Linked DNA regions of Oryzias latipes: region 2 is linked to region 1. Evidence: chromatin contacts called from public Hi-C data. All regions are on one chromosome and are shown on one strand. Each heading gives the region's core, a stretch centred on a gene start, on an enhancer-like site or on the middle of the called end of the contact. The rest is flanking DNA. Distances are from core to core; before and after follow the strand shown. Region 1 has its middle 15 kb from the start of pou3f1. Region 2 has its middle 21 kb from the start of rragc.

What was found. A called contact is a pair of places that touch in the nucleus more often than the background predicts.
Region 2: a contact with region 1 is called in a Hi-C map of embryo, with 1.9 times the contacts expected there. The contact joins two enhancer-like sites. A contact is called at or near these places in 4 of 5 Hi-C or Micro-C datasets (embryo, fibroblasts and gastrula embryo).

Annotation. Positions count from the first base shown.
Region 1 is chr16:23,767,797-23,774,732 of ASM223467v1, reverse strand. No RefSeq gene overlaps it. Among protein-coding and RNA genes, the nearest start is that of pou3f1, 15 kb to the left of the region's middle. Within about 2 kb of position 2,457, at least 1 of the 8 cell types and tissues checked has an H3K27ac peak or open chromatin away from gene starts, as enhancers often do. A contact at or near this core is called in embryo, where this site is marked.
Region 2 is chr16:24,008,822-24,015,757 of ASM223467v1, reverse strand. No RefSeq gene overlaps it. Among protein-coding and RNA genes, the nearest start is that of rragc, 21 kb to the left of the region's middle. Within about 2 kb of position 2,842, at least 3 of the 8 cell types and tissues checked have an H3K27ac peak or open chromatin away from gene starts, as enhancers often do. A contact at or near this core is called in embryo, where this site is marked.

The DNA.
Region 1 (6,936 bases), core at 1,208-3,707:
GTTAACTAATGTGCCAAATTTTCTCTTTCTCAGAGCAAAGAGTGATCCGACATTTCCTTCTAGCCATACTACCCCATCTCTTTAATCAAGACAGACGTTAAAATTGCATGTAAAGCACTATCAAATTAGTTAGAAAAAGTTACTCTTCACATAATTTACCCTGATCAACCTGGATTTATTAAAGGCAGACACTTTGACACGCTTAGGCTGTGCTTCTATCAAAAATCAAGAAACCACCTTGCTCTCATTAGATGCAGAAAAAAGAATTTTACAAGGTGAAGTGGATATTTCTGCTTGCTGCCCTTTTCAAATTTGGGGAAGGTTTTATCAATTGGATTGAAATATTACATCGCTGGCTGGATCCATCAGTTAGAACAAATAAACAGTCTTCCAAAAGCTCTTGAAACAGGAACAAGACTGGGGGTTTCAGGACTGTAGCCTTACAAGTACAACACATGTTCACCTTTCCTAAACACACCTTCCTGCTTGTTTCCGTGCAAAAAAAAAAGGTATTGGTATTTGTGCTCTGGCTGAAATATGAAATATGTATGTGTTTGCATGCCAGTCTGAGCTAGAAGATTTTATATAAGGAGTGGGATTGAGGCAGAAGACTTTGGAAGGGTGACAAATGGGAACAGCAGAGTGGAAGCCTATTACAAAGCAAAAAATCAAAAATATGCATTTCTAAAAAAATGATTATTCTAATAGTTTTTATTTCAATAAATTTTTTTGCTTTTGTTATTTATGCAACACTTCAAAAAGCTTGCATTGATTATTTCTTAATTTTTTTTCAATAAAATTGACTAATATTGACTAATTTTGACTAAAAATGGGGGGTATTTGCTTTGCCGTTGTTGGGTGCATGTGCATGTGAGCTGGTTTGTACTGCACACACTTGACTATGTAGATTGACTTAAACATGTATGTTTGCATGTTTGGGAAAACAATGGTTTCATAGTGAATGTGTGGTTGTGTAATCTGAGAAAAAATACAGGGAAAACAATAAACGAGATGACTAAAGTCAAGTTGCTTTGAGTAACAGAGATCGTGTAATAACATGACCTGGATGCATGAGAACAGACATCACATGGCCATTGGCACCTTTAGCATGTCAAAATGAAAAGCTCCCACGAACCCTTCTCTTTTCAAATGTTCAAATTGTGTTTTCTTGTATTGTAAGAAAAAAGAATAAAGCGATTTTATACGTGAGGAGTGAAGGATCAGCATTAATTAAACATATGTATACTTTTACTTAGCATGGTTTTGCTTTGAAAAAAACCCTTAGCTAATTTTGGGCACGATCAACATTTGTCTAATGAACCAGCCATTCTGCAGACTGGGGAAGAGGGGGGCGGGGCAACTGCTAGTCATCCATTACATCCATCTGACTCCCCCTGCAGTGTTAAAAAGACCATAGTTATTACTCACCCCTGACTTTGCCATCAATGTTTGCCCTTAGAAGTGCACATGCTCAAAGACACTCAAGCAGCACACGCATTACATTCTTATCCTTCCCTCCATTGAACTCTCATTACCATCTATTAACCCTCACTATGAAATAAAAATCCCAACAGGTGACTGTGTGTCAAGAAGACCATACCTGCTGCCAGGTTACCTACCAACGTAGACCAATTACAACAGTCAGTTCTGTAAACAAGGAAGCCGTTTTTTCAGCCTTCCAAAATAGTTATGCAAAGCTTTGATCTAGACTGGTAGGAGCCATTATGCTGGTGTCAGTTGGATCTGTTACAATGGCTGGTATTGTCCCACTGCCCCCCCAACTTTATTACATATGTATGTGTTGATTGCTGCTAAACAACAATACTGGTGCATGGCAATAGGCAGAAACAATAACAGTGATGCTTGCTGCTCCTACTCAGCGTTGGATGTTTATCCAACAAGCCTCTGTGCTGACACCCAGCATGCAATGGTGTGAATATGCTGCAGAAGAGCCAAATTTGGACTGGGAAGTTTTTAATTTCACTGGGACTTACTTGAAGTCCTCCAATGGATTGCAATCCTGTTTTAACCATCTGCTTTACTTATGATAAAAAATTTTGGGCACATTTGCTCTTGTATCCAATCATTTTACTTGGACATGTTTGAGGGATTTTACAAACCACTCAGATGAGCAAATTTGTTACTACGATGAAAAGTTACTACCAAAATGACCTGCAGATGATTCTGAATGGTGAGCTCAATGGCAAAGCTTTGTGTAAAAACTCAGCACTGTCAGATGTGTGAAACTGATATAAGCACAATGGACACATATGAGAGAAATCTGCAGGCTCAAAGGTCTCCTGGCCCACCCACGTCACTGTGGAGCAACAGACTGCGTAGAATGCAATCCTTGGGTTTGTCACTCGCCCAACCCTCAAGGCATCACGATACACCCGAGCAGGCCAAGCTATGTGCCACCCCCGCAGGGACCCTGTTGTATCAGAGACCTCCCCACCCCTGGCTTCCATTCACACAAAACCACACATAGGCGTTCGCAGACAACAACTATCTCTGAAGCCCCCTCTGACTCTGTGTGGTGGCATTTAGCTCCAGAAGTTTAGTGCGTGTGTGCATACGTATGACAGCCTTTTGGGGAGGGAGGGTGTTTCAGTGGGGCCTGATGCAGCTGGGAAGAGGGGCCAAGGTGACAAGAGTTGTGGTGCAGATGTCCCAACAGCGAGCTGGGCTTCATGAATGGCGGCTGTTGTGATGGTGACGGGGAAACGCGTTGGAGGCCAGACCTACGCACTTCAGTCATCTGAATGGCTGGAATTCAACATGGTCGCAAAGAAAAGCTAATGCGTGCAGATTGGACACAAAGTGGCCTCTTTGTCACTTTATTCTTTCACGTTTAATCACTCTCTTGACGAAAACATTGCTATAAATTCTATTGTGTTACTGCATCACAAAGCAACAACTTCAATAGCAGTCACACATCTGACTGCTATTGAAGATTCAGGAAAAAGAGGCAAAAGAAAAAATATCAAGCAAAAGATTAAACTTTAATGACACATTAAATGTTAATGTTGACACAAAAAGAAAGCCATTAAAGCAAAGAAAAAATATATATTGAAACTCAAGCAATTGATCTGAACTGGAAATGTTATGATTGATCTATTGATTCTCTGGGTAGAGTTTGAGTCCCTCCCAACAGCTGACTTACAGCTTTCCTCATGAGACCTCAAAGCGTGGGCCTCTGGAGGACACAGACACTGCATGGGCCCATCTATTTACCATGTGACTATCAGAACCATGAGACAACTCAGTCCTATTAAACATCTGTTTATCTGATGCTTTAACAAACAACAAGACCAAAAGGCTGTTCACGATTGAAGCAGCCTATTTCCCACAGACTTCTATAGAAAGAATCTATTGGTTAAAGTCCCTCTCTGTTCATCTTTAGATCTATTTAGAAACCATTCCCAGTGGTCTTTTAATTGTGTTCATTAGAAATTCACCTCTGAGTTGTGGGCGGGACAGTTGGTGTAACATAACCCTGCATGCCAACACTTTTCATCCTCTCTTTCTTTACACTCTTCCCACAACCTTTCAGCCCCTCACAACACCAACCTAAGATTGCAGGTGCAAAGAAAAGGCAAGCAATGTTGGAGCTATCAAGACATACAGTTTTGAGCTAAATGCCAGCTGGGATGAGGAAAACAAAGAAGTTTAAGGATCTATATTGCTCAAAAAGTGGATGCATCGCAAATGAGTGGAGCAGGGAGTTTGTGGCCTGCCGACTGTAAATTTTATGTAACAACTACAAGATTTTTCAAACATTATTTTTTCATCTCCTCCTGATTCACAACAATGTGAACACAGAAATACTCAGAAATGCAATTTAAGCTTAATTTTTTTTATATATATATGTCCTCCATCATGAGAAAAATGCCACAAAAACATGTTAAAAATTCCAAAAAGACAATTTTCATTAGAATTGGACTTTAATAGGGAAGTAAATAGGTGTTTGTTGATTTGTATGGCAGACTGGCAGGTTACTTAAGATAATTTTTCAGACATACTAAAAACTTCAAGTCATTATTAGGGCTTTTGGCTGAAAAAGTCTAGACAGCAATCTGAAACAATGATCTAAAAATAAGATAAATCTAGCGATCCTGATTTCAGAAAGTTGGCAAGAGAGACGGACTCATTCAGAATACAAATCTGAGGTCAATGGAAAATTCTATATATTTCTGAACTAAAGAATCCCAATCACACTGCCAATGTGCAGGTATGTCAAGCTGTAGTAAGTAAAGTAAAAACAATTTGTGACATTTTTTTAATTAAGTTTATAAAAGGCCATGAATTCTCAATAGAAAAAGTAAGTTAAAAATGCAAAAGATTTTATTAATATGTCTCAGAATATGCATTTACAGATCAAACACATTTTAAAAATAATTTCCAATTGATCAATGATAAACAGACATTTTCTAGAGAAAATCCACAATTCTTTTTATTTTGCATGATTTGTAAACACCTTACTTCAAACTGTGGTACACAAAGCTCATTTATACAATTGTGAATTAGACTGGCAGGCAACAGTAAAGTCCTTCATCATGACTGACCAGCAGATAAATTGCGCACAAAGGAGAGATACACAATAAAAGTCTGACAAGAGGGACAGAGAAAAGGATTTTTGTTTGAAGCAGGAAAGGGTGATTGTTCAGCAGATGTCAGTGTGGGCATTCAGGAACAGATTAGCAACAGCAAAACATTATCTCTGGTCTAGTTTACAAGACTCAGTCTGATCAGTGCAGTTTGGCAGGCAAGGTACTTCATGTTCAGACTGGCTCTTGTCTCCAATCAGAACAAAGTGAGTGCTTGTTGGAGAATCCAGAGGAGTGAGTATCTGCCTCTGCCCACCTCGTCTCCTCTCCTCTGGCCCCCAGAGCCACTTGGAGACTGCTGGAGTTCAAGGCGGCCACGTGTTGGTCTTTACACTCCCACAATGACCTTGTTGAGCTCAACATTTAGAGTCCCATAAAAAACATTATTGTCCAACTCCTGGGATCATTTGTCCACAACCACAAAGGCTGAGAGAAAACCAAAATGTTAATACCCCCCAACCCCGCCCCTCACCCCTTGCCCCCACCCTGAGGGCCTTGCGTGGGTACATTTTTCAGATTCCGCCCCTCTCTTCTCTACCCATCTGCCCTCCATTGCCCCCACTCTGAGGCACTTCCCCTTTGTGCTCAGAAAATGTCTGTTTAAATGGCAAGACTATTTTTTTTTTGTCAAAGTAATCTCTGATACAACACAATTTGCTTGCTGGAAGACAGAAGAATGAATCTAAAAGAACTTTCCATATCTGCCCTCATACGTCATACTTCTTACCTTTCATCCACTCAATTATTTTGACTCTCAAATGTTCCTGTTCTTCCCATCTGTCCTTCCTTGTAGCTTCTCTTTTCATGTGCGTAACCATGGACCCATAACTGCTAAAAGTCTCTAATGGTCCTTTAGTCCCTAAATATGTTCATTTCACATCAGCTAGGTTCATGTACCTGCTTAGAGAATGGACAAGGTCGTGTACATCTATTAACCATATTAAAAACCGACCCATTATGATAATTAGGAAGGTCTAATGCATGTACAGGTTGCTTAGCGCCCATGTATAAACTCTGATAGATGACTCAGTGATTAGCATTGAAAGGTACATTGTCGTTCTGCACTGCGGCTTGGCCCCATGGTTGGCATCCTGAACTCCACTTTCATTGCAATGGCTTCTGCTGTGGACTGTCAAGCACAACCAAATGGTTGGTGCTGGGAAGCAGAGTGACTAACATTGATTAAACATTTATTATTTTCTGCGAAAAATGGGGGATAAGATCCTAAAACATGATTAGAGATTATGAAGTGAAAGGTTATGTTAGCATCAAAGATTACTGCTATCTCTTCCTTAATGGGTTTTGGGAAGTAACCGGAAAGCCGCTTTAAAAAAAAAAAACATCTAGTTAAAATGAAAATATTTTTTTTCTAAAAAGCAAACAAAAACATTTAGGAAGAATGGTCAAGCAAAAGTTCAAATATGTAACCTGCACCTTCTTTAATTGATATGTAGAACAAGATGCTTTGCAGAAAAAGATTGACGGAGGCATAACAGGAATTAAACTTCCCATTTAGATAAACAAAAAAAATGTAATTGAAAAAACTGAACCAGAAAAACAATCTTTGCAGTCTTGGTATCACTTTTTTTAACAGAAGACAATGAAAATAATTGTTAAGTGCCAAAAAATTCTGAAGAAAAAGAAACTCATAGCTGATACTGAAAAAACAAAGACAACATCTGTGATGATGGGTAAATCAACTAATAGGTGTTTTCTGGGTGAGTCATTAGTAAAAAGGCTCAGTGTTTATTAAGGTACTTGAGAAGGGGTTAGGATCACAAGAACTTTCACAATTAAACTTGTGTGTTTTTCCTTTGAAAGATTAAATTGCATGCTCGAGTGACAGTAAAACTGATTGGATTTATTTATTTTTTTAACTGTGAGTGAAAATCTTCTCTAAGCTTGCTCTCCCCTTAGGGTAGCTCCATAGACAGGGTCTGGAATGGTAAAAAGTTGGTTTGCTTTCTTACATGGCACTATCTGGTATGAACCCAATAGTACATTGATACTGGGAAAGTTTATTTGTCAGCTTCTTTGGTGTGGACTTTTTTTTTTTTTTTTTTTTTTTTAAACTTGTCCTGTCCAACAGCTAGGCAAACAGATGAGAGCTGAGTGCCTCTTGTGTTGGACATATTCTATTTTAACAAGAGGTGTGGACTTAATGCTGACGTTTTTTTTTTTTTTTTTCATTTTGTTTGGTCCAAATTCTGGTTGTACTTTTTGCAAGTGGACAAAACTTTGTAAACAGACGCTTGTGTGTGATGATCACAGCACCCATTGAAAATAAATAGGTGTGAGGCAATGTAAGGCTGGGTATGGTAACAAGGGT
Region 2 (6,936 bases), core at 1,593-4,092, 240 kb before region 1:
CATCTGGTTTTTGTTTTTGTTTGACTAAGTATAAAAATGTAATGGACAGAAGTGCTATCAAATTACTTGTTTAAAAACAAATACAAAAAAATTAATATAAAAAATCCTATTTTCTGGAGCCTAGAATTTGCTATGAAAAGTGAAGACAGATGAGATTGGCTCCTTGAGCTGGAGATGAAGAAAGAAGCTAAAAAATGGACCACAGAAGCAAAACGGGCCTCCTGTGAACAAGGAGTCATGTGAGTAACAGAGGCTGCATTTGATTTATGAAAATCTAACTGAAACAAGAACATTTAAAGAAATACACTTCAGATTTTGATTTGAAAACAAAAAATATCCCCCTAATTAAACAAAATATTTTGTTTATGGGCAGTTCTACATTTCTTAATCTTAAAATGTCTTAGTAAAAATAAAGTGGAAGAAGGAATATGACATAAAGATGAGATTTACTGTCGCTGAATTCAGGTTGTGAAGCTGTTTTATTTCGAAAAACAGATTTCCTAAGATGTTTTTAGAACATGTTCAAAAGCTTTTCTCTTTGCTATATCATTTTCTTTGTAGTTTTCCCTAAAAGATGCAGCTGTTTGTCACTTTTTGTTAATATACAACGCTGTAACTTCTGCAAGTGAAGTTTTTACGAATCTCGAGAAACTAGAAATCCTCCAACAGAATAAAACGAACCATAAATGGACAAAAATATGTGCAAAGTTTAACAAAGTTAAAAAGAAGAAGAAAAATATTTAAAAAAATCATCCCAGGGCAGAAATTATAAATAATGAGACTTATTTAAAGTTATTGCACAATGCATCACAGCTGCCAAAAAGACTTCTGCGAGAGATAAATGTGTACAGCAGAGTGGTGTTAGTGGCTTAGGGGAGGTAACTTCTGCTTTCTTTTTCTAGCTTTGTTGTCATGATGCTGATTTTTACTGGGCTGCATTATCATTGCAAAAACTGCAGGAAAACTTTTCAGAAAAGCTGTTTACATGTGGGTCCGCACTGTTTGCTTTTCTGTCCTTTCTCGAATCGAAAATGGCAAAAAGAAATGAAATGTCAGCAGTCGTTTTTTGTCTAAATCAGACAAATAGGAGCACTGCTGTTAGAGTTTCTAACACTAACAGCTGAACTGAACTGAGTTCATGAACTTGGACAGATACAATATCCCTAAACTCATGATATCATTTTTTAAATGGATAATTTTGAAACAGCCTTTCTTGGAACTGACAGTGACTAAAACTTTCATGCATGCCTCAATGGGCTCCACCTGCAGTGCATTACCTTAATAAAATGCACAATTGTAAACCGTCAGATCTTTTCCTGCTTTAATGATGCGTCTTTGATATTTATCAGTTCATTAATTTGAGCACTCACGGTGTCAGTGTGCTCCTTCGTTCTTCGGCTGCTGCAGCCTTATTGCCTGAAGCTTGCTTAAACTAATTTTCTAGTCCTTAAAAAGCTGTGGGGTGAGCAGAAGGAAAGATTTTTCTACAAAATGGTATAAGTTCGGCACATCTATCAAGGAGCTGAAGGGTAATGCCAACAAAATATAATACTGCAAAAAGAGGTAGTTTAAAAATAGCACCAAGAAGAAAATCACTAAAATGATCTGTCCATGCAGAAAGTTCTTTTTAATTGACAAGAATTGACATAAGAAATCTTATGATAAAATATCACGAGGAGTTCCACTCAAGCATTCAAAAGGGGAATAATAAGCTAAAAATTAAAATCAAGCACTATCATAAGTTTTTTTTGTGCTAGTTCTAAGCAAATGGTTTGCTTTTTATGTACCTAATTGTAGTTTATTTTGATTACATTGAAAACAAAATAGAGTAATAATTAGAAATAATTTTTAAAACATAGTCATATTAAAACAAAATGTTAACAAAAATGAGAAAATGAGATTAGTACAAGTTGGTCCATCTTAATAATTCCTCTTAAAATCAAAAACTAGCACTTATTCTTAGAACATAATTTTAAATTTATGTTCCTTAAAATAAAGACAATGAATGTCAGTCTAACTTGTCAACAATTATTGAACTTAAAAAAAAAATCCTAAAAAAATGACTGTCAAACATAATAAGTCCAAATCCTTTTGGACTCATAATGAAAATAATGTCCTTATTTCTAAATCCAAGCTCTTAAGGAGACATAAAATTCTCAACTGTCATGATTTTGAGAAAAGCCAGGAAAGGTGTAGATCCAAGACAAATTACAACAACTTAATACCTGGTAAAATATCTTGTCTAAATATCTAAATCATATTGAATAGTTTGAAGTGAACAAGAATACACGGCTAAGATGAGTATTGCACATGAAGCAAACGCCAACATCACTGCAGTTCTAACTTTTTCAACGATAAGACCTTTTTTTAAGTTAATGTGCCTGCATTGTGATGCAATGGGTTGTGGTGTGGCACTAAAACAAAGTGCATGATAATAATACAAGTTCTGCAGATACTGTTATTTTTGGTGTTAGCTACCAATTGTAAAGTCAATTAGAACAGCAGTCAACCAGCCAGTATATGGGTGAATGAGACTGTGAAGGTAGTACCTTCTTTAGAAGGTAGTAAAGTGCCACAAAAGTATACACCATTTACAATCTAAACTTCCCACATAACAGAGTAAGCATTTTTCAGTCGGTGGTCCTGCCCTGCTTCATGTCTTATGTTTTCTGGTTCACCGTCTGTCTTTGTTTCTGCTTGGATTCCGTTTTTGAGAACAAATAGGAGTGCCTAAATGTAAATTGTATACACAAAAATCTGAACTCGCAGCCACACGGAGCAGGCATCAGGCCTGCGGCCCATAGGTGCTTTGTGGGTTGGATTCACCCCAGTGCTTTCTCTGACTGCACCATTGTTATTTAAATGTGGGAGGGCGATCAGCAGTAAGCATTAATGGCATCCTCAGCATTGCAGATGCAGCACAGGACACACATACACACCTATGTGCAAGAGCCTGCACACACAGACATGTGAGCGTGGACGCATACTCTCACTCAAGCCGTGTGGATGCACCTCGAGGGCCATATGAATAACAAATACCTCTGCCATCTGTAATACCTCTGAGAATTTCTAACCATTTCGGCAGATTAGTCAGCATTCCTTTCACTCGGGCTCTCCGCACACTACCTGGTGCATCAGTATCACCCTCCCCTCGCTGCATTATCGTAAGAGCATGGTTTGAACTGAAGTTTGTTTCCCAAAAATCCAACTTTAAGCAGCCGCTGATCTGTTTCTTTCTCTCCGAAGTCAGATGTTGTGTCAAGTGCTTGAGTCATTTACTGCAGCTATGTTTTGTTCTGTCAAGGCCAATCTGAGCTTCGCTGGAACACCTTTGGTGATGGTATCGTTTTAAACTGGTGAAGACCTCCCCCACCTCCCCGAAACTGCGAGAACAAATGAGATTGGACAGGCACCTCTGGCCATTAACACTTGATCTTACCTGATTTCCTTCTCCTGAGAAAACCTTGCCTGAAATGGTGAGACACTTTAGCCTCCCATTTCACACAGTACCGCAGATAAAGATGTTATTTTAGTGCCGTGGTGTAGAGTTAGAACCATCTGAAGCAAAAAAAAATCAATTAAAAAGAGAAAATTTAACCCAGATCTGAACTGTTTTTTACATTTAAAAACAAAATGATATTCCAAATATGATCCAGACACAATTATTTAGTAAGTTTGGTTGCACTTACTGTTAGAAACTGTTATAAAGCAGTAAAACTGTTTATTGTCATTTTTTGTGATTTTATTTTATTTATTTATTTTTTTTTTTTTTAGCAGAAAAAATTACAAATAGTACTTCTCGGAATAGTTTTTTGGACAGTTTCATGGATGTTGTGGAACTATTGTTTAATATAATCAAAAAAATCTGGAAAAAAAAAAGAAGCTAAAAAGATGGATATCAATGATTGCAACAAAAAATGGTTTTAAAGATAAATTAATAGAACAAAATGTAAATTTGGAAAAAACCATAAAGGCCTTAGACTAATCAGGGTTGGGAGAATGTAATGCTGTCTTCCCACATGAGTCTGGAAAAGCATTTTTTTTTTTTTTTTAGAGTATTGACAGCTCTTGTCTGTTGTTTTGAGTTTAAAAATGTAACTTCAATATAAAGAAAACTAAGTAATAATAAAAGATGGCACAAACCCTCATGACACTCTTACACTAGGCAAAGTTTGTTTTGTGGCAGCTCCTTGGCTATGATCAAATCACCATTATTTGAATAGATTTAATTTCTCCTTCTGTTCTCCAAAGAGTCAATTAAATAGTAAATTTTAAAAACAAATCCTGGTACACTTCAAAAATATCGTTTCTCAAGAGGATTTCGGAGCTTGGTTAGGCATTTCATGGGCTGTGTCTTTCAATTCAGTGAAATTAAGGGAACACTATTAATTAGCTGCTAGGAAGAGTGTTTGGTTGAAAGAAACTCCCCCAGTATGAAGAAGAAATTAAGTTAGGTTGAAAAAGCAAAGCAGAAGTGAATTTAAAAGAAGTGCAGTGTGCTTTATATACTGCAGTTTGTTAAATGCAAGAATTACTGTTACAGAAAGTGTGTTTGCTGCCTTGTGTGTACGTGTGTGTGTTTGTGTGTGTGAGCAAAAGTGAATCTGGGTAACCTGGTGGGTGCACTGGAATGTGTGTATGTGTGTGTGTTGCAGTGTTGTCAAAAGTGATCCTATTTTCATTACTCACTGGCTCAAAGAAGAAGTAGAGACTCTGGCTTGCAGCAGTGATAAATGCATTACGCCAATAAACCCTGTCTACACTGAGGTGCTGAATGCTGACAAGAACACACAAACACACACACAAACACACACACAAAGAGGAATGGAGAGAATTGAAGTGGTGACAGAGAGAAATGGTGGAAGTTAAAAGACAATCAGATGGAGAGTAGCAAGAGACGACGAGGGGAAAAAAAGGAGTAAGAAGACCAGAGAACAACAGATCAGAATTAAGGAGAAAGTGACAGATATTGAATCGAAGAGCATTAGGAAAGAGGGAAGATGAAAGGATGAAGCATTGAAAATAAAAAGAGGTGTTGAAAAAGATGCTTTGTAAGAGGGCTGCTAATGGCTGTTTGTGGATTTCCAGTTTTATCTTTTCATTTGCAAATAGCTTGAACTCCGTTAAAGTGCACCTCTTCCTTTGGTCAGACCACAGGAACAAAAATATCAAGACGTGCTTTTAAGAAATGGTCTTTGTTAAATTTTCACTCACTTAAGAACAGATAAATAATTAACCTTCACTTTAATTAATGTTTTAAGAATAATTTAACATTAATTTAACTAACAATAAGTTTGGTGCAGTTTTTATGGCCACCAAATTAAATTGCATTGAATATAATTATTTGACCCCAAAGTCCAAATATTTTTTGGGGGTGGGGGGGTGGGGGGGTGGGGGGGGCTGTGCTCAGTCTGTTCTGTGCTGGATTGTTATTAAGTGACGTGTGCCAAGGTTGGCTAACAAAGTTGGGTCCATTGGTCAGTTACTTCTGGGAAATTTTAACAGAAGAATCAAGCAAGAAAAATTGGGTTTCAGCCATTAACTGTATTTGAGAACTGGACTGAGTGTAACATCACTCACAGAAAATTTCATTTAGATTTCAACAAAATTAAGTCAGGCACGTCACTAAGTGCCGACTTAGTGATGGGTCCGAAATCAGCCTTTCCAAAAGCTGAAGTCTTATGTGCAATGTCAACTGAAAGTCATAAAGAAAAACACACAAAAGCACTAATTGGTGCACTGATTGTTCCTTAGGACAGAAAAGAAAAAAACATTTTGACAAGTTGAACATCAAAGTCTGACAGCATTATTTGCAAAAAGCTGTAGAAGAAATGGATCGTTTGAAAGATGAAACTATTTGAAACACATGGATTCTTATTTATGCAAACAGCATGAACAGCTCGTGCCAAATGGAAACTGTTGAGGAGCTTTATTGGGCACTTTGCATTCAAAAGAGACCAACATGAAGTCCTCTGTGTACAAAGCGACTTTACAGCCAGGCTTGAGGGGAATTTTGAACAAAGAAATGTTTACACAACAGGAACAAAGGAACAAGCAAACATGCAAATATGTACAGGAAGAAATATATATATATATACACACATACATACATACTGTATATGAAAGTAGGTGTTGTGGCAAACTATTCAAAATTCAGAAATTAAACTGGAGGTACCTATTCGTTTGCTACTGTTAAAACAAACAAAAAAAACAAAACATGGCTGGAAAAAAACAGATTGTAGGTTTGCTTTGTATAAAACTGATTTCAAACCAATTTTAGCTTTGATATTATTGCCATGACATCAACAAACAGACTATTCCAAAATTGGGTAAATTTATTGTAAGAAGTAGTTGGTGCCCAGTAAACACACATCAGTAAAGCCCCAGTTCTAAAAAATAAGGTTTTTCGTATGGATGTGGTGTGATCAGGATTGAAAGCACTTCATGGAGAAACCATTGCAATCCATCAGAGCAGTCCTATTGTACACAGGGCAGTCCAGACATATGCAATAACACACAATTGCTCTGAAAAGGAGGAAGTAGGAACTGGTTTCACTTTGCTGTACCCAATTAGACCGAGTGAGTCGGACATCACCCATAGAAAATGACTTGCTTTCAGCTCCAGTGAAACAGGGTGAAGTCAGTTAGATATCCTGGATGGTCTTTCTCCTCTTCATTATTGGAGCTTGTCTTCCTGCTAAACAAAGTCAAATTGGATCATGCTCTGGATCTGGACCTGCTAATTTCGACTTTGACTATACCAGCACTTGTGGTTCCAGATATTCCAGCTGCTCCAGTGGTGTTTCTAGATAGGAATCTGTTTGACCAGCAGCTTGCCAGCATTACTTGACATTAAGACTCAACCATCCTTTCCCCATAAAAGCCTAGACCTCTAAAGCCTCATTTCCACTGAGTGGTACCGTCCAGTCCAGTCTG